Regions from separate parts of the Sus scrofa genome. Here regions 1, 2, 4 and 5 are each linked to region 3. A link is a contact called in public Hi-C data. All regions are on one chromosome and are shown on one strand. The core of a region is the stretch at or near the end of the contact, and the rest is flanking DNA. Distances in the headings are between cores, read along the strand shown.

Region 1 (3,489 bases), core at 325-2,824, 540 kb after region 3:
CAATGTGAGGGTATTGGAGATGGGGTCTTTTGGAGGTAACTGGGATTTGTCCTGTATAAAAAAGGCTCAAAAGAGCTCCCTTGCCCTTCTACCATGTGAGGGCACAATGAAAATATGACTGTCTATGAACCAGGAAGCAGGCCTCCCACCAGACACCATATCTGATGGCACCTTGAACTTGCACTTCCCAGCCTCTATAACTGTGAAAAATGAATTTCTATTGTTTATACCCCTCAGTCTATGGTATTCTGTTAGAGCAGCCTGAATGTCAATACCTCATCCATTTCTGCCTATTCCTGCTGAGTTTTAATTTATAGACAGAGAAGAAAGGTATCCTTCATCATTCCCAAATCTGTTCTCTGAATTCCATAGCCCTTGGGCTGGTGACTTTCTCTGGTTCCTTGGGAAGAGCTCTGATTGACCTAATTTGCAGTATGGTTCCCTTGGACCAATGTTTATTTAAGATGTGTGTACACATAATACACTCAGTAAGAATATTTTTCTAGAAATCATGTTCTTGAATATGAAAATTCTTATGGATTATTCCTCTTTAAATCTGAACAAATTAGTGAAGAAAATATTAATATAAATTATTTATATTCAAAACTTTGCACTTGTGAATATATCTTTGTATACCCCTCAATGTTGCCCCTCTCTCCACCCTTCACTATTCAACTATAACGTAGATCTGAGAACAGGGACCGGAGCAATATTCCTTAAATATCAGTTTAGAAAGTAAAATAAACCTGACTAGCTACAGTAAAAATAGTTAAAAATAAATTGAGTGAAATTATCATTTGGAAAGCTGTTCATTTGATAAGTAGGTTTTAGGCAAGATCACCTGGAGTTCTCCTTCCCATTCCTGCTTTGACCCCCTACTAATATTCATATTTCTTTCTTTCACTCCTTTATTTCTGTAGGTCTGTCTCCCTGCTAAACTCTTGAGAAAATAGAGACTAGTCATTATTTTTCATACATAATAAATAAAAGTTTTTAATGTCCACAAATGAGAAGCTCACCAGCCTCTCCTCCTGGGAATAAGCAGGATGCCTTAAAAAGAACTGCAGCAAGACAAAAAGATTCCCCAAATTCTGATACATATTATTCCAAATAATTATTTTCCTGTAGCTAGAAAAAGAATTTTGTAAATTCCAAAGTTTTGAGTAGGTTTTATTTTCCTGTTCATTAGTCCCCAGTTTCAATAAACTTCTCAAAACATAGCTCATTTACACCAATAAGAATAAAGTTTCCTATGAAATTTCCTGAAGATCATTGAGGTCTCATTAAAATAAGCCCTATAACCTCAATATGGAAACATTCTCCTTTTGCTCATGTGCCTTCTCCTGCCACATTTTTTTCAAATTTTTAGTTCAAATATTGAAATTCTTAATGAGTCTTTGTTTAATTTGAGAGTGATGTTAAAAGGGTAGTTACAGCTTGGTGTTTGTATCTTACTCCACATGCTTATTGTTGCCCTTTTGTCTTTGCTGAGAAGGCCAAGATCCTGAGCTGAAGCCTCAGGACAGAGCTGAAGGAGCCAGTTTGGCTTCTGTAGAGTCAGTGAATCATGGTGCAGTCATAGATCTCCTGGGGCTTAAACCCATTGGCAGGCCAACTAAGGAAGAGAACCTAGCTTCTGTAGCAAGTAGAGCCAGCCAACACGATGACGATGGATTAATTTCACTGGCCTTGGTCAATTTTTTTTTTTTTTAGTGGATACCTGAAGGATATATATACATCCTGTGTGTGTGTGTGTGTGTGTGTGTGAATGTGTGTATCCTTAAACTTGTTTTCAAATTATGATAAAGCTGTGATGATTTTACAAACCATGATGACAATATTAATATAAATTATTTATATTCAAAACTTATTTATATTGATGCTGTCACCTTAAGTATCTCCTGACTGCTGTGAACTGCAGACTCGTCTGTAAATTATATAACTTCTAATAATGTGAGCTTCTTCCACAATTATTTATATCTGCCACATTAGGATGATCATGGAGTGCATTAAATCAGCTTTATAGACCCTAGTCAATAAGGGGTACTTGGAATTGATAATAAGAATAACTCCCATACACTTGACCCAAACCACATGTCCTTACAATTTATCGAGTATGTGGGGAGGTACAGGGTAAGCCAGAGAAAATATCCCTCTGACTCTCTCATTAGACATATGGAAAACTTCTGTTAATGACACACCCATTCATGGACGTATTTTGACTGTTCTTACTGATAGAGAAAATAAGACTCTGTATGGGCAGCAAGGCCCTTTATATCTCCCCAACAAACAACTGCTAAGAGGTTAGTACATCTAATCTTCTCAGATTTATATTTAAGAAATCTACCCAGATTTGCATTTACGAAATCTTTCCAGATTTACATTTAAGAGCTTAATGATTGCATAAGGTGTTAAAGTTGTGAAGGCCTATGCAAAAAGGGCTCTGTTATTTTTTCACCAGTTTCACTAATCACATAGAGTATTTTACTAATTGTAAAAGCTGCCTCTCTTATTCTGCCTTAAACGAATTGCTTTCTGAGAGCTCTAACTGGGATAATCCCTGATTAAAGCAAGTATAATTTTTTCCCTGAGTAGTGGGACTGAAAGATAGTAGCAGGTAACATATATCTCAAATACTATGGTTCACCAAGATGATAGTCAGATTTTAGCAAGTATTAGAAAATAAGCCTCACAGAATATTTTAAAAGAAAAGCAACAACAACAAAAATCTACTTGGTTGGAGGGGACAACATTCAGTTCAAAAAAGAAACTCAAAAAAAATAAATAAATGAAGAGAAGGAACAATTCATGGCCCATGATCAATTACGAGAGCTAATTTTTTTAAATGTTTATTCAGTTAGTTGTCAGAAATATTTTAGACTTGCAAACCAAGAAATCTTACCAGCTAAAGGTAATTAATAAAGAATTAGCTTAATTTAATAGTAAATCACAAGAGTCAAGGACTAAGCACAAAAGAGAAAGTTAATAAATGAGATTATTCCTACTTTAAATATTATATATACAGTCTAGGCATTAACTTCCCTACTGTCTGAATTAATCTGGACACCGGATGGATATTCTTAGTATATGTTCATTAATAATTCAGGGACAAGAAAAAGACTATGTTTTTTGGCTGCACCCCCAGCATGTAGAAGTTCCCAGGAACTCATGCCAAAGCGGCAACCCAGCCACTGGAGTGATAATGCCAGATTCTTAACCAATTTAGCCACCTGGAAACTCCAAGAAGAGAATTTTTGGTCAGGCAATTTTAAACTCCAAGTGCTTAGCTATTACTAAGTGTACCATCAAGAGAAACTAAGTGGGGAATGGACCTTTGTTTTCCTTGATGAACTTGAGCTAAACTTCGATACGATCTTAATGTTTTCATAGGCTGAACATCTGTGACTTAGAAAATAGAGATTTTTTTCCACCATATGTATTATTACATGGATAAATAAAAAGGAAATCAGTGAATAATTCTTATCTGAT
Region 2 (3,240 bases), core at 12-2,511, 840 kb after region 3:
TTCTTTGCTGGTCCAGGTGTCGGCAGTTTCTGGGGGGTGTGGGACTGAGGTCCTCATTTCCTTGCCAGCTGTCAGCTCAGGTCTCCCTGAGCTCTCAGAGGGCTCTTGCTGGTCATTCATGCCTCCCCTTGTATCTCAGCACCAGCGAGGCATCAAATCCTTCTCACAGCTTCTCTTTGGCCTTCTCCACGCTCACGTTTCTCTCTCTGGGCACTCCCAGGGAAGGTCTCCTGCTTTTACAGACTCGCATGGTTAGAATAGTCCACTCGATAATCCAGAATAACCTCTCCAGCACAAGGTCCAATGTGCTAACCACACCTGCTGAGTAAGGTAACATATGTGCAGGATCTGGGGATCAGGATGTGAACATCTTTGGAGACCTGTCATTGTGTCTTCCACACCATTATACAGTCAACGAGAATTACTTTATAGCAGGACCAGGGCTACCTGCTGGTTTAAAATGCCATTATCAGGGGCGTTAGGCTGCGGTGGGAAGTGGAGGGGAGGGGCGGCACACAGGGACATCTGTCCTTTGCAGTAGTTCAGGGAGCACCATTTACACAAAATCCAATATGAACTCTACCCACCATCCACTCATGCACCATCCTCTCACTCCCTTGGCTCACCAGCACTCACCCTGGTCTGGAGTGTGCTCAAGGTCTCTGAAGAGGTCATTGCAATTCTCAGGGAAGCTAAAGAGCCTAGCAGGTTTGGCCACAGCAGAAAGACCAAGAAAGGCCTGGACACAAATGCTGTTCCCACCCTTTCGCCTATTTCCTGATGTGGTTTCACGGTCCCCCAAGGGACAAGAGAGGGAAATGCCCAGGGTCCTCCAGGGCCCTTTGTAACTCCACATCAGAATATGGCGAGAAGGCAAAAACGTTGGTTTCTTACTAACTGAAGCCCCTTCCGGCTGAGGCTCCCTGGCCTATATTTCACGGCTCCTGAGCTCATGGGAGCCACTGACTTGCTGGTTTGTTTCTCAACCACAGTCATGGTGAGTCAGCACAGTGGTTAGCTCTCAGCCGGGAGGCCACAGCCCCCAGCAGAGCCCCAGGCAGACCAGCCTCCTGATCAGCCCGACCTCCATCCCTGGGCCTTACTGGGCTGGCTGGAACCCAGGGGCACACTGCACAGCTGTGCATCCAGCAGAGTGTACGGCTTCCAAAGCCAGGGCATGAAAGATGAAGGTAATGAATAAACCAGGAAAGGAGGCATCAGCCTGGTCCAACAAGCACTGGCTTGCATTTGGCCAATAGCACCTCAGGTTCATCTTGCCTTCCTCTGCTCTAGAGGCCGTGTCTGGGAGCCAGGCCCTGACAACTAGCATCCTTCCTGCACACACAGTCCACCTCACAGCCCTACAGTCTGGCCAGCCAGACTGCTGGGGAGGGGTGTTCAGTACCCCTCATTTAAAGGGCTCTTACTACTCATGCCACAAAACCCAAAACACCAGTGGTGGTCACATCTTCCTCTGACACTTCAAACTTGCTGGTGGGGAAGCTGTTTTGGTGGTGATGCCAAAACATTCCTCATTTTATCTTTTCTATATGCCTCTCCAGGGCTAAGTCACTGACAATAGCCCTGAGTGATACAAAACCAGTTGATAGCAGGAAGGAAACTGATCAGCAGCTAACTAGCTCCAGACGATAGCTCTGTGGCTTGGAAGACAAGTCTTACTCTAAAGGGCCCCCCCAGCCCACCCCAGACCTGAATTACTCTGGCAGCTCTTACAGGGAACATATGCCCCCTGCGTTTCTGCTTAAGGGTGTTGGCCTACAGCTAAGCCTAGGAGGGGGCTTTCCTCTCAGATCTGCCCTCAAAGAGCACCACTGCAGTGACCAGAATTGTCAGTGTCTCTAATCACATGCACACTTAACTCTAAGAACAAAGACTGGCAGAGGACTCTACTGCTGCTTATTGCTAGCAAGGGACAAGGTTATTTGACCCTGCGGAGTCTCCAATTGCTGATTACAGGTAGATGTGGCTTCTATTATTTAAGTCACATAATTCTCTCCTTGCTCCTGATCTACTTTGTGAAACATCCCTAGAAAACTCTGCACCTACTCAAAATACCCAATACGTGGGCACCTTTACATGTCCTACCAGCTTCCCCCATTTCAGCTTGGGTGCATTCATAAATAAGTTAATAGTTCAACTATATGACAAGCTCTCACATAAGAGGGATCATAGGCCTCGTCACCATCAGAACGAGAGAGATTTGCCCCCAAGTTTTGGCTACAAAGCTGCAGACATCATGTCAACCACCTGACATTTGGGGAATAGTGGCAAATCCTCTCTTCCTTCTCACTGTGGTGAGCCCAGGTCATGGATCCAGTCTCTTCACCGGGAATACAGGCTAGTCATCTTGAGTGCACAAAATGATAGCAAAAATAAAGTCACAGGTTGCAGAAGATCTTCAACTCAGGAAAGAAGGCGTTGGCTGGGAGTATCTGCTGTGTTGTGCCCCATCCAGGGATATACAGACATGTTGTGCCACCAGCTCTTGTCACCTGAGGATGTAAGTCAGTTCTCAGCAGGGGGAAAGTCTCTCGTACTGTCATGGGGATAGAGATTCATATATAAAGGACTGCAAAGGACAATTGATTTCTAATGAACTAGACCCAGAGTGACACTGAAAGATGGAAGGTGAGATGTTTAGGTGGGCAGGTAGTTAGGTAACATTGTTCCTGAGAGAGTCTCACATGTTCTGGGAAGGCAAGGCTCCTGGCACAGAACACCTGGGAAATTTCTCAGCTGTCCCATCACCTTTTATGAGTCTTGAACACAGGTGTCCATTTATGTCCTGAGATGAGTTACACCCCACATGTACCCTTGGAACAAGCTTGGCGCCTGACCCCTATACTCTAGCCCATTCGCCTTCTGTCTCTTCTTCCCACAGCCTGAGTCTGTTCTTACCTCAGAGGCCTTTCCTACAGTCTGTCTGGAACATTCTTCCCTGGCTCTCTAGATAGGTGGGTCACTCTTCTCGTTCAGGTCTCAGCTCAACCATCTCCCCTCAGGCCTTCCCTGATGCCCTCTCAGAAGCAGCCACCCACCCCAAGCTTTTGCCATCTCACCATCCTCTGTTTCTTCTTATGCTGTCAGGCACGATTTACTCTGGTTTGCTTATTTCCTGCCTCGTGTCACCCCACAAGCTGTGAGCTTCATGGAAGCAGAGCACTGGCCATCCTGTTCACTGCTGTGTTCCCAGGGCCTCAGATGGTGCCTGGCACAGAG
Region 3 (3,584 bases), core at 144-2,643:
GGCCAGAATGGTCTTTCCGCTCCACGGCCAGCAGCGTGCCCCGGGTCTTCTTCATTTGCCTCAGGGAGGCCAGGAGGAGGAAACCTTTCTCTGCTCGCACAGCATCCACTAGGTCTTGGAACTTGTCATCAGGGACAGGGGGGATCAGGTTGGCATCCTCAATGCGGAAAGCTGGGCTGGAAGGGTCAGGACCCTTCACTAGTCGGCGCCCAGAGCCCTTTCGGGCAGCCCCGGTGAGTTCAAAGATGTCAAAGACGCTGTTGTCTCCCCCAGACTCTGTTAGACAAGAGGAGGAAGCACTGTGAGCAGGGCCCTCTAGGTGGGGGCGGTGGAGGTAGGGGTTCAGCTCTGGCCGGTGGGGCAGAAAGACAGGGGTGAAAACTCCCTGCAGCCACTGAAAGGGCTTAATCAACACCAGGTCAGAGGGAACCTGCATCCTGAGGTTCAGCCAGGGCTCGGGAAGAGGCACACCTGGGGTAACCAGACCTCCCTTCTCCTCTTCCCTCCCCCCTCAAAAGGTATCATACAGACTTACCTGGAATGCGGTTGGAGCCACACACATGCAACAGAAACAGGACACTGAGTCCCCAGGCCAGCCCCATGGTGGAGCGTTTGTGCCCAACAGAGAGCCTGCAGCAGGAAGCACAGAGAACCCAGGTCAGAGGCCGCCCATCAATGAGGGTGAGCAAAACTGGCTGGGCATGGGGCCAGAGCCTCAGGGACACGCCCCCCCGCCCCGTGGCCCCCACATTTGGTGGAATGAGGGGCAACAGTATTGACTCTGGAGAAAGCATAAGGAAGAAAATGAGGGAGTTGAGGGGAGGAGACTGTGGTTTTCAGGTGGTGGTAGGGGCAAGACCAATAACAGGCAGCCGGGGGCGGCGGGGGGGGCTTTTCCTTGGGAAGGTGAGGTAAGTAGCAGGACCAGGAGATGTAGTTTGGGGAGCTGGGACAGCATGAAGGTGCAGAGATTTTTCTAGAGGACTTTTAGAAAGGTTTAGGAAGGACTTGAGGAAAAGAACAAAATCTTGGGGTGTCCCTGGCGATTTGGGTTTTGAATCCCAAGGCTGGAGAAGATCGCTCTGAAGCTCTTCGTGAGAAGAGTCCTCCAGCGGCTGAGAGGTTCAGGATGGGGAAGGCAAAAAGTGTGAGATCCGGGGTCTGCCAGGAGCTAAAGTCTGTAGCTTCAGGTGTATGGCCAGGGCAGAACTGGACCTCGGCGGCCGCCCAGGGACTCCTTACCTGTGTGGAAACGGGTGCAGCAGCTGGGACTGGAAGCAAGGACACAGCGACCGGAGGAACGCTGGAGAGGCGCGGGGAGAGCGGTGCGCCCGGGAGGCCGCGGTATCAGAGGCTGCGCAGGGAGATTCGCCGGGGAGTGCGCTTGCCGGCCGGCCCGGGTGCAGTGGCTGGTGAGGCGGCGGAGCCGCGGGTTTTTAAAGGGGCGCTCACATTCCTGGGGTTTCCTCTAGCCAATAGGATGCGGCCGGGCAGGAAGCGGGAGGGGGGCCAGTCTGGGTTCCTCTCTCCGCCCCCCGCTGCCTGGCGCACAACTTTCCAGTTAGAAGGTGAAGGGGGGCGGTGGGTGTCGGGGCCGAGAAGCACTGGAACTTCTCAGAAAAATAGGTGCCCGCCCACGCGGCCTTGGCGCTCACGGACTCAGCACTTTGGCTGTGGCGCCGCTCGGGCCGATGTCCTCAGTGTGCTCATACCGGGCGGACGAGGCTCTGGCCACCCACCCGAGATCCCAAGCGGGGGGTTGGGGAACCTGTTCCCTTGAATGCCTGTGCGATGGCTAAGGGTGGACACTTGTTGGATATCGAGCCCATTTTATGGAAAAAAATAAGCCCGACATGGTAAATGGGACCAAGAGGGGACCAGTCTTTGAAAGAGTTGGGTATTTGTTGACCCTTGTCCATCCATCTTGGGTACTTGCGGACCACGCGGTCAGCTTCGCGCCGCGCTCCTGCCCTCCTCCCACTCTGTCTCCTGCCTGCCCCTCGAGGGACGTGAGTGCGGTATCGCACCGGCCAGCAGGCCACGGATGGGGCTCGCCTTCCCACCGCGCGTCGGGGCAGCGTTTCTGCAGCTGCTTGCCGCTCGAGTTCCCGCGAAGAAAAGTCTCTTCTCACAAGTGCTGCGGCGCTTCCACAGCGGGCCGCTTGGGGGCGGTATGCGAATTCTGATCTAGGGGACGCGAGCAAATGGCTTCTTTTCAGTCAGGAATGTTAAGGAAACTTGCTCTTTACCACTTCTCTCAAGCCAAAATTGAAATTGTGTCTTGAAAAACAGTTTTTGTGCCCACTCGTGCTTCTTAACGTGACTCCTGCTTGGAGGGTTTGCAGCACCATCTGGCTCCAGGGTCTTGAACTATTTACAGAACAGACCCATAGAGTCATAAATTACCCTCTGCCTATCATTTTATTTCCCCCTTTTTTTTTCAACCCCAAAGTTCTTTTCATTTTTTCGGCTCCCGAAACCGAGATGTGGGTTACATTTCTGTGGGTGCACCAATTGCCATGAGCGCTGCCGCTGCATGCTTCTGTCATTGGAAATCTAGTGTCCAAGCCACCGGTCCCAAGCCAGCATGACTCCAGCTGCTTGGAATTCCATTCATCTCTTGGGCTGGGACGTCAGCAGCCACACTTCCCCTGCTGTGATCCAGCACATGAGGCTGGCCCCCAGACCCAGGGAACAGGTAGTAACTTCACCAAATAAGGATCTCAGCCACAAGCCAGGGAAAGCCCTGGGGTTCACTTCCCTCCTTAGCACTCACACCTGGCTGGACTCCTAACGGGCTGGAAACACCCAAGAGTTTACATTCGTCAAACAGCAGTTTCACTTTTCTTGTGTGGGAGTGTTGTGTGACAAGGGCCATGTGGGGGACAGAGTGTTTTTTAGTTACTCAATATACAGCAAGCACCTCTAGAAGATGACAAGTATGTTCCCAAAACTCTTGTTTGTTTGTTGCTGAAGTAATAACTTAACCTAACAGTCAAATGAATTTCACATGCTGGGAGGGAGAAAGAAGTCTTCGTCGGATGATTAGTCAAATCAGATTCCTGCAGGGGAAGTCATAGGTAATGATTCAGCCAAACAGATCTGAAGATTCCCGAGTCAGCAGCCATACCCGTCCCTCTCCCTCCCTTTACCTTCCCTAAAATCCTGTTTGCGTCTTGAAAGGTGACTTTTTTTTTTCCTACTTGCTGCTCATAGTATCAGGTACTTAGGAACAGTTTTCAGAGGATGGGCAGCCGATGGCCCCCTGTTCCTCTGGCCCACTTGCCAATTTTATACAGATGAGTGGAGGGCTTGAGGGCCACACGGGGCCCACAAGAGCAGGATACTGCTCTCTCCTTTTATAAAACGCTCATCTCCTGAGTCTTAGTTTCATGGATAGAGCAACTGGAATGCCCTTCAGGCTAGCCACTTCTGGGACCAAGGGACTGTAGGAATCCCTTGGCGTTTTCTTGGAACTTGGCTTCTTCTCACAAAACAAGGAGAAGAAATGTAACCTTTTACAAGTCTTACAAATAGGAAGGTGACCGGATGAGTGGCAGGGAAGAGCTTTCTTGTCAGAGAAT
Region 4 (3,404 bases), core at 296-2,795, 570 kb after region 3:
AAAAGATGAAACACAAAATGCCTCCCCTGTCATCTTAGTGTGATATAAATATATTTGGGGTCATTGTGAAATTGACCCCTCTCTGAAGGATGCTTATGAGTCTCTCCCTTGAAATCTCATTGTTCTTCTGGGTTTCATTTTTACTTTGCTTACTCCCCCTTGAGTCTGCTGGAAGCCTTAAACAGAAAACAGAAAAGGATACTTTTGATTCCATATGCTCATGCAGTATGCCATTTTGGAGAAAGCTCAGCTACTGCATTTATTTCTGTGCAAAATTTTCTGCCTGGGCTTTTGTCCCTTTCCATGCAATTTTTTTCAGAGACTCTCATCTGCTTAGAATTCTGAAGCCCATTAAATCAGAAACATGCTTTAAGAATATGTCCTTTAAGAAAACCACTCATTGAAAGCTGAGTCTTCTAAAAAAAAAATCTTAATATTTCTTATTCAGTTTAGTTCAAATGCAAACAAGTTCTTCAACTCAGTATGACATTGAGACTCTAAAAAAAGAATGTTGCCTGAAAAAATGATCAAAAATAACACGGAGAAGTGTATTCCTATCATACCTGTTCTTTGCTTTCCTTGTTGCTTTAGTCTCATCTTTTGGCCAAATAAATAAAGTACATGGAGCACCATTAAAGAATGATGGACCCTTTACCTAAATATTTTCCTGGAACCACCTTCCCTCTTATTCCGTTGTCCTACTAGCAAAACTGTCATGTCAGTGAGTAAATATTCCCTTCTTAAACTGAAGTTCTATTTTTTGCTCCCACTTGCCAAAGTCAGCATGATTTGAACATTCCTCTTCACCTAGTATCAGTCCCCATCAGATAACCATTAAATGAATAGAAGCTGCAGGTTAGGAGGAATGCTAACAATGCAGATAAAGTCCTGATATCTGGCATCTGTGAATTAATTCAGCCAGATCACAGCCCAGGAGGGTGGCTGTCAAAGGGAGCAAGGGTGCTTGGGAGGCTTGGCTTGGTGCCTGTAACTTACAGCACCTTCCCCCAGGCTAAGCAGCCTGGCATTTCATATCTAAAGTCACCACAGGAATGAGACAAATTCCCCTGTCCTATCTGGCAACTGCTCACCGTGGCAGATTAACTCCCTGTGACTGTCAGGGAAACAGTCACGTATATTCACCCACAGGAATGAATTAAAATGACTCTGAGGGAGCCACTGACCCAGCTAAGCACTGAGAAAAAGGGTCAGTTGACCTCTTAATCCATTCTCTATATTGGTTTCAGACTCAGAGTTCCAGAGCCTATTAAGTCTGGTAATACAAGAGGCAAAGTTCTTTTCCCCTGAATATTTTAAAGCAATCACAATCTATTGCCTGTTTCTAGGTTGTCAAGAAAATATACAAGCAGAGCCTCAGGGAATTTGAGTTCTAATCTTAGCCCTCTGCTACATCTATGATCTGTCTGAAGAGGCTACTTTCTGACTGAGATTTACCTTCACCGTCAGAACCCACTGTTTTGAGTATCTGAGCCTGGAAGCCTAGGTGTTTTGCATTCTCCACTCATGGTTTTTAGGCAGAGGAACACTTGTGTATTCCTGACTTTGACCAGTAGATGGAAGCATTTTTGATTGTGTGGCACCTCTAGCTTCTCAGACTTAAAAAGAAATATCTTTGATTTCCAGGAAAAGCTGAGACGCTGAATCACCAGATTCGTCTGACATAGTATCTTATTGGTGTATAGAATGTCTTCCCAAATAAAAAGGACAGTGAATATTTTGAAATAATAAGGGAAGAATTTAGGAAATACTTAGGGTTTATTTTCAATAGTCACAACCACCTAATTCTCTTAATTCCCTCACATTCTTTTAATTAAGCAATATAAAATGATGATCGTGATTTATAACAACCTATAATTCAGAATGAATAAAATTCTCCTTAAACCTCAAGTGTTTCATAAATACTCCATCTTTAACCAAAGACCAGTAAAAGTGTTTAACATAGTTATTCTGCCCAGATGGCTAAAAAACTGGGTTCTAAAGCAAACTATCTTTCCACTGAGAACTTATTACAGTATCTCATTTACCTAAGTTTCTTAAGGTTGTCAGATTTTAATTTAGAAACCATATGATATTTTTGACAGAAATGTCAAGGAGATTGTAGGTCATTACCAATCATTGACAGTCATTCAAATGTGGGCCAATTATTTTTCTTGACATAGTTGATAATGGGACTGATAGTGAAACTGAAATTTAATCACTCTCTTACTCTCTACTTTCTGAAGCTGAAACTCAAATAAATCCTTGAAAGACTTTTCTATCACTGAAAGAGTCCACAGCCCATACTTTGAATCATACCAGAAGGAAGACTAGCAGCCCTTGTTGGTATTATAAATCTTATACTAGAGCATTCTCCAGTAAAAACTCCAGTGTTCTCTGATATTAAATGAATAATGAATGAATTTCCCATTTTTAACTCCAAATGTGCTTCTATTTTGGAAAATCCTATGTATAGTCCGCTGGTCCATTTACCTTTCTCAGAAACCTGCAGCATGCCTTGAAGTCACTTTTTCCTTTATTCTCACAGTCATCAACAAATACTGCCAGTTTGGTTTCCTAATGTGTTTACAACCCAGCACTTCTCTCCATCTTCATGGCCACCAGGTCAGATGAGGTCAGATCCAGCCACCAAGGTGTTTCTCGTGGACTCTTGGCAATTGCCTCTAATTGGATAACTTCATGACTAATGAATTATGAATATACAAACAATAAGATGTAAAAGTATAAAAGTATCAAAATATGAAGGGTTAACATAAATTCATAGATGGTAAGCTTTTAGCAGACAGCTGAGGGATCTGAGGAACACATTTAATGTTTTAAAACTGGTGTCAACCAACACCAGTCCCTGGATTTTATAGTCAGGGTCATATAGAATAAAGTATTGACCATCTGGACTGTGGATAAAGCCTAAAAATGGTTTTTCTTAAGTTCATATGAGGATAAGAATCTATAGTTACTCATATCCTGATCATCTGAGAACTACGAGAGCTGCCACCTGAAATATTACCCAGGAATTGGGAACATGCTGAGGATGCTGGTCCCCACTGCTTTAGTAGCACCCCGAAATTCATGTTTACTGCTCCTCAAGGCTGCTTTCCAAGGCTAAGGTTTATATAAATAAAAAGCAAACATTTATTAAAATACATACAATATATGCTTTCCACCATCATATTTACATAGGCAGTTAATGGACTGAGACCATATTTTATTTTCATTGAGCTAATGAATGAAACTCCTAACTCAGACTCTCAAACAAAACTGAGCTATTTCATTTCTGCCATCACCCTTCCCCCAATACTACCAGATTTTAAAATATGGAGTAGCAAACATATTCTTACTGGGAGAAACATGGAGAATGGTTTGCTAGCAGTAATAGCTGATTGAAT
Region 5 (3,197 bases), core at 442-2,941, 740 kb after region 3:
ATAGATCTAACAAAATAGTGGATTACTGTTAGACCTGGGGCCATGGTTACAGCTGCCAGTGACCCAAACTAGGGTATTATCTCACAAAAGGCGCCAATGTCTTGCAGGAAGGAGGTGAAGGCCTTAAGTCATGTTGCTCTAGTCTACACCCTCCTCCAAAGAGCAGATGCACGCTACTAGGCAAGTTTAGGTAGCACTAGAAATTTCTAAATTGAATGTTTTAAGTATGAATAAAAAAGAACAAATTGATCAATAGAGTCAAGAAGCTGAAATTCACCTTCTGTTGGAACCATTCTGTGTATTTTTATTCTCCTCTTCACTTCTGTTATTTAGAGTCCACCTGCACATGGGAACCCCAGAGAGTTAGTGTTGAGTTGCACTGGTCCAGTATTCTCGTTTTATTGAAGAAACTAAAGCTCAGAGAGGTTGCACAGTGTGCCAGCTCCAGCAGTTGCTGCATCCATAGGAGTTTGGGAGAGGTCATGGTACCAAGAGCCACAGGCTGATGTGTATAGAAGGAGGTCAGCCTTTGAAGCTGAATCTTGATTGGGATGAACTTGCTCCTTTCTGTCTGGTCTTTTTATCAGCATAGCCACCATCAGCCTTTCATCATGTGCCTGTTTATTTTGTGTTTCACTAAATGCCCTTTAAAGGCCTTGCAGAAACTTTGTGAGATAATACCCTGGTTTGGGCCACTGGCAGCTGTAACCATGGCCCCAGCTATTTTGGTAGCTTCTTGGGCACAGATAATGTTTTGTTTAGACCCCACCTTGTATTCAGGGTGTCTGGGGACTATTGAAGTTGACTGAATTTGAGAGAGAAAAGAGAAAAGAAGTCAAACAGAGATAGTTATCGATATAGCTTCAAATCTTCCCCCCTCCTGTCCCCAACATAGTTCTCTCTGCTCCTTCCTCCTTACAGTTGGAATTCTATGCCAGCCATTGAAATAGTTTTTGGAAACAGAATTGGAAGACTGTGCATCTTAGGAAATAAAGTTCATGCTCTAGAGAGTGGCCATGGTATCAGAGTTTCATCCGTGATTGCAGTCTTAAATCAGAGAGCCCTTAGGAAACATCTATGTACCACAAATTATAATATAGCTATAAAATCTTTTCTGTAATAAGTAATTTTCCATGAAAACAACACTTTTCAGTCTTCCAGGACATAGCTGAAACATGACTTAGATTGCTCTTGGCTTTTGTGCATTTTTTAAATGGAAAGAAGACTTCAAATTCCCTAAGCATGATGCATTTTTAATCTTACAGAGCTTGACTTCTCCGTAGAAACCCATCTTAGGGATGGGAGCTTATTTCCCAGAGGAACTTTCCTGACTTTGCCCTCCAGAATGCTAAGGATTGATTTATAAACTGTTTGCACATCTAGGAAGTCTTTGGACAGAGAAAAGGAGCCAACCACTTTCCCCTTTTCCTGGAGACTAGACAAAATGTATTTGAGTCCAAACTTGAACTGAAAAATTAAAATCAAATGTTATGAAAACTGCTCTTATGGCAAGAATACACAAAAATAGTTCTTCTGTGTTGGGGAACCTTAGAAAATATCTTTTTGTGCTCTATACACTTTAGAAATCTTTAACCCAAATTAGTTCCGTGGAGTCTTGCCTGAAGGCAAGGGTATGCATTAGATGTCCCATCCCTAAAGTCCCTGCTACTCTGATTACAGATCCCAAGTAAAAATAATAGAAATCATGTCCCCAAGGTAGAAGACCTCACTGAAGTAGGACCAGAAAAAACCAGTCCTCAACCAGTCAACAAGAAACATAGATTCTTCTAGGGAAACCCCATATTCTCTTGAGTATGTAGGTCTTCTTACTCAATATGGACCCTGAGAGGCAGGTGGCAAGATTTTAAGAATTTATATCTTGGTGGTTTTTAAAGATTGACTTTGAAAGACTTATTTTGAAGATAGTCAAGATTCAGCTTATTCTTCAAGAAATAGGTAATGTCTTTTCAGATTCAGCAATCATTTATTGAGCACAGTACGAGCTGGAGACTGAGTGACAGACACAGTCCCGTCCTTATGGTTCTTACATTTATACACTTTAGCAATTTTCTTTTTTTTAATTAAAATATAGTTAATGTACGGTGTTGTGCCAGTTTCTGCTGTACACCATAGTGATCCAGTCATACATATGTATACATTCTTTTTATCATATTATCTTCCATCATGCTCTATCCCAAGAGATTGGGTATAGTTCCCTGTGCTATACAGCAGGACCTCATTACTTATCTATTCTAAATGGAATAGTTTGCATCTACTAACCCCAAACTCCTTGTCCATTCCACTCCCTCCCCCCTCCCCCATGGCAACCACAAGTCTCTTCTCTGTGTCTGTGAGTCTGTTTCTATTTTGAATATAGATTCATTTGTGCCATATTTTAGATTCCACACATAAATAGTATCATGTGGTATTTGTCTTTCTCTTTCTCCACTTAGTGTGAGAATATCTAGTTGCATCCATGTTGCTGCAAATGCCTTAAAATACATGTGACAAGTGCGACAAAAGGGGAAGTAGGTTGCATTGAAATGCCTAGTACAGGTTATATCCTGATCTAAGGAGTTGGGAAGGGCCTGCCTGGGGAAATAACCTTTAGAGTGAAACCCTTAAGGGGGACTTAATGAAAGGGCAAGACTTAGGTGGCAAAGAGGTCATTGAGTGAGAAAGTGTTCCTAGCATGAGTGGCCTATAGAAGCAAGAATATAGCATATTGTGGAAACGATCTTAGTTTTGGGTTGCTATCATAAAATACCAAAGACTGAGTGACTTAGACAACAAAAAATTATTTCACCCAGTTCTGGAGACTGGGATGTCCAAGATGAAAGTGCCTGCATGTTCAGTTTCTGGTGAGTGCACAAACATGCACCTAAGAATGGTTAAAAGACTAGAATATGGAAAGTGAGGGTAAAGTTGGTAAAAGGTTAGAATACAGAGAGAGCTAGATCAAGAAGTAGACTTCAGGCCCTGATAAGGAATTCAGTTAAGAACAGTAAGAAGCTATTAGCAGGTTTTAAGTAGGGAAGAAACATGACTAAATGTTCATTTTGAAAAGCTCATCTTGGTCACAATATGGAGAGTAGCTTGCAGGGAGTAAAGGTGATGCTTGGAGATGAGTTAATGAGACTGTGGAATAATCCAGGTGAGAGATGCTGGTATGTGGACCAAGATGGTAGGTAGCAATG

Evidence for each region. A called contact is a pair of places that touch in the nucleus more often than the background predicts.
Region 1: a contact with region 3 is called in a Hi-C map of embryonic fibroblasts, with 3 times the contacts expected there. The contact joins the enhancer-like site here to the promoter of THBS1 in region 3. A contact is called at or near these places in 2 of 5 promoter capture datasets (fetal skeletal muscle and liver), 7 of 47 Hi-C or Micro-C datasets (embryonic fibroblasts, fetal skeletal muscle, mesenteric adipose tissue and 3 more) and 1 of 2 datasets of contacts at active chromatin or transcription factors (skeletal muscle).
Region 2: a contact with region 3 is called in a Hi-C map of embryonic fibroblasts, with 4 times the contacts expected there. The contact joins the enhancer-like site here to the promoter of THBS1 in region 3. A contact is called at or near these places in 3 of 5 promoter capture datasets (fetal liver, fetal skeletal muscle and liver), 18 of 47 Hi-C or Micro-C datasets (embryonic fibroblasts, epiblast stem cells, fetal heart ventricle and 11 more) and 1 of 2 datasets of contacts at active chromatin or transcription factors (skeletal muscle).
Region 4: a contact with region 3 is called in a Hi-C map of skeletal muscle, with 4 times the contacts expected there. The contact joins the enhancer-like site here to the promoter of THBS1 in region 3. A contact is called at or near these places in 3 of 5 promoter capture datasets (fetal liver, fetal skeletal muscle and liver) and 6 of 47 Hi-C or Micro-C datasets (embryonic fibroblasts, mesenteric adipose tissue, retroperitoneal adipose tissue and 2 more).
Region 5: a Hi-C map of fetal skeletal muscle shows a contact between it and region 3, with 2.8 times the contacts expected there. The contact joins the enhancer-like site here to the promoter of THBS1 in region 3. A contact is called at or near these places in 4 of 5 promoter capture datasets (fetal liver, fetal skeletal muscle, liver and 1 more), 22 of 47 Hi-C or Micro-C datasets (alveolar macrophages, brain, embryonic fibroblasts and 11 more) and 1 of 2 datasets of contacts at active chromatin or transcription factors (skeletal muscle).

The regions. Positions count from the first base shown.
Region 1 is chr1:132,288,272-132,291,760 of Sscrofa11.1, forward strand. No RefSeq gene overlaps it. Among named protein-coding and RNA genes, the nearest start is that of RASGRP1, 410 kb to the right of the region's middle. Within about 2 kb of position 1,575, at least 6 of the 83 cell types and tissues checked have an H3K27ac peak or open chromatin away from gene starts, as enhancers often do. A contact at or near this core is called in embryonic fibroblasts and skeletal muscle, where this site is marked.
Region 2 is chr1:132,588,345-132,591,584 of Sscrofa11.1, forward strand. No RefSeq gene overlaps it. Among named protein-coding and RNA genes, the nearest start is that of RASGRP1, 110 kb to the right of the region's middle. Within about 2 kb of position 1,262, at least 16 of the 83 cell types and tissues checked have an H3K27ac peak or open chromatin away from gene starts, as enhancers often do. A contact at or near this core is called in embryonic fibroblasts, where this site is marked.
Region 3 is chr1:131,744,705-131,748,288 of Sscrofa11.1, forward strand. THBS1 (thrombospondin 1) reads right to left here and starts at 1,394. Exons shown (of 22, transcript NM_001244536.1): 1 at 1,243-1,394; 2 at 536-630; 3 at 1-276. The coding sequence starts at 602.
Region 4 is chr1:132,311,181-132,314,584 of Sscrofa11.1, forward strand. All of the region lies in intron 1 of LOC110261468 (a long non-coding RNA gene), which reads right to left. Among named protein-coding and RNA genes, the nearest start is that of RASGRP1, 390 kb to the right of the region's middle. Within about 2 kb of position 1,546, at least 19 of the 83 cell types and tissues checked have an H3K27ac peak or open chromatin away from gene starts, as enhancers often do. A contact at or near this core is called in skeletal muscle, where this site is marked.
Region 5 is chr1:132,487,115-132,490,311 of Sscrofa11.1, forward strand. The region is part of intron 1 of LOC110261468 (a long non-coding RNA gene); the gene reads right to left. Among named protein-coding and RNA genes, the nearest start is that of RASGRP1, 210 kb to the right of the region's middle. Within about 2 kb of position 1,692, at least 3 of the 83 cell types and tissues checked have an H3K27ac peak or open chromatin away from gene starts, as enhancers often do. A contact at or near this core is called in fetal skeletal muscle, where this site is marked.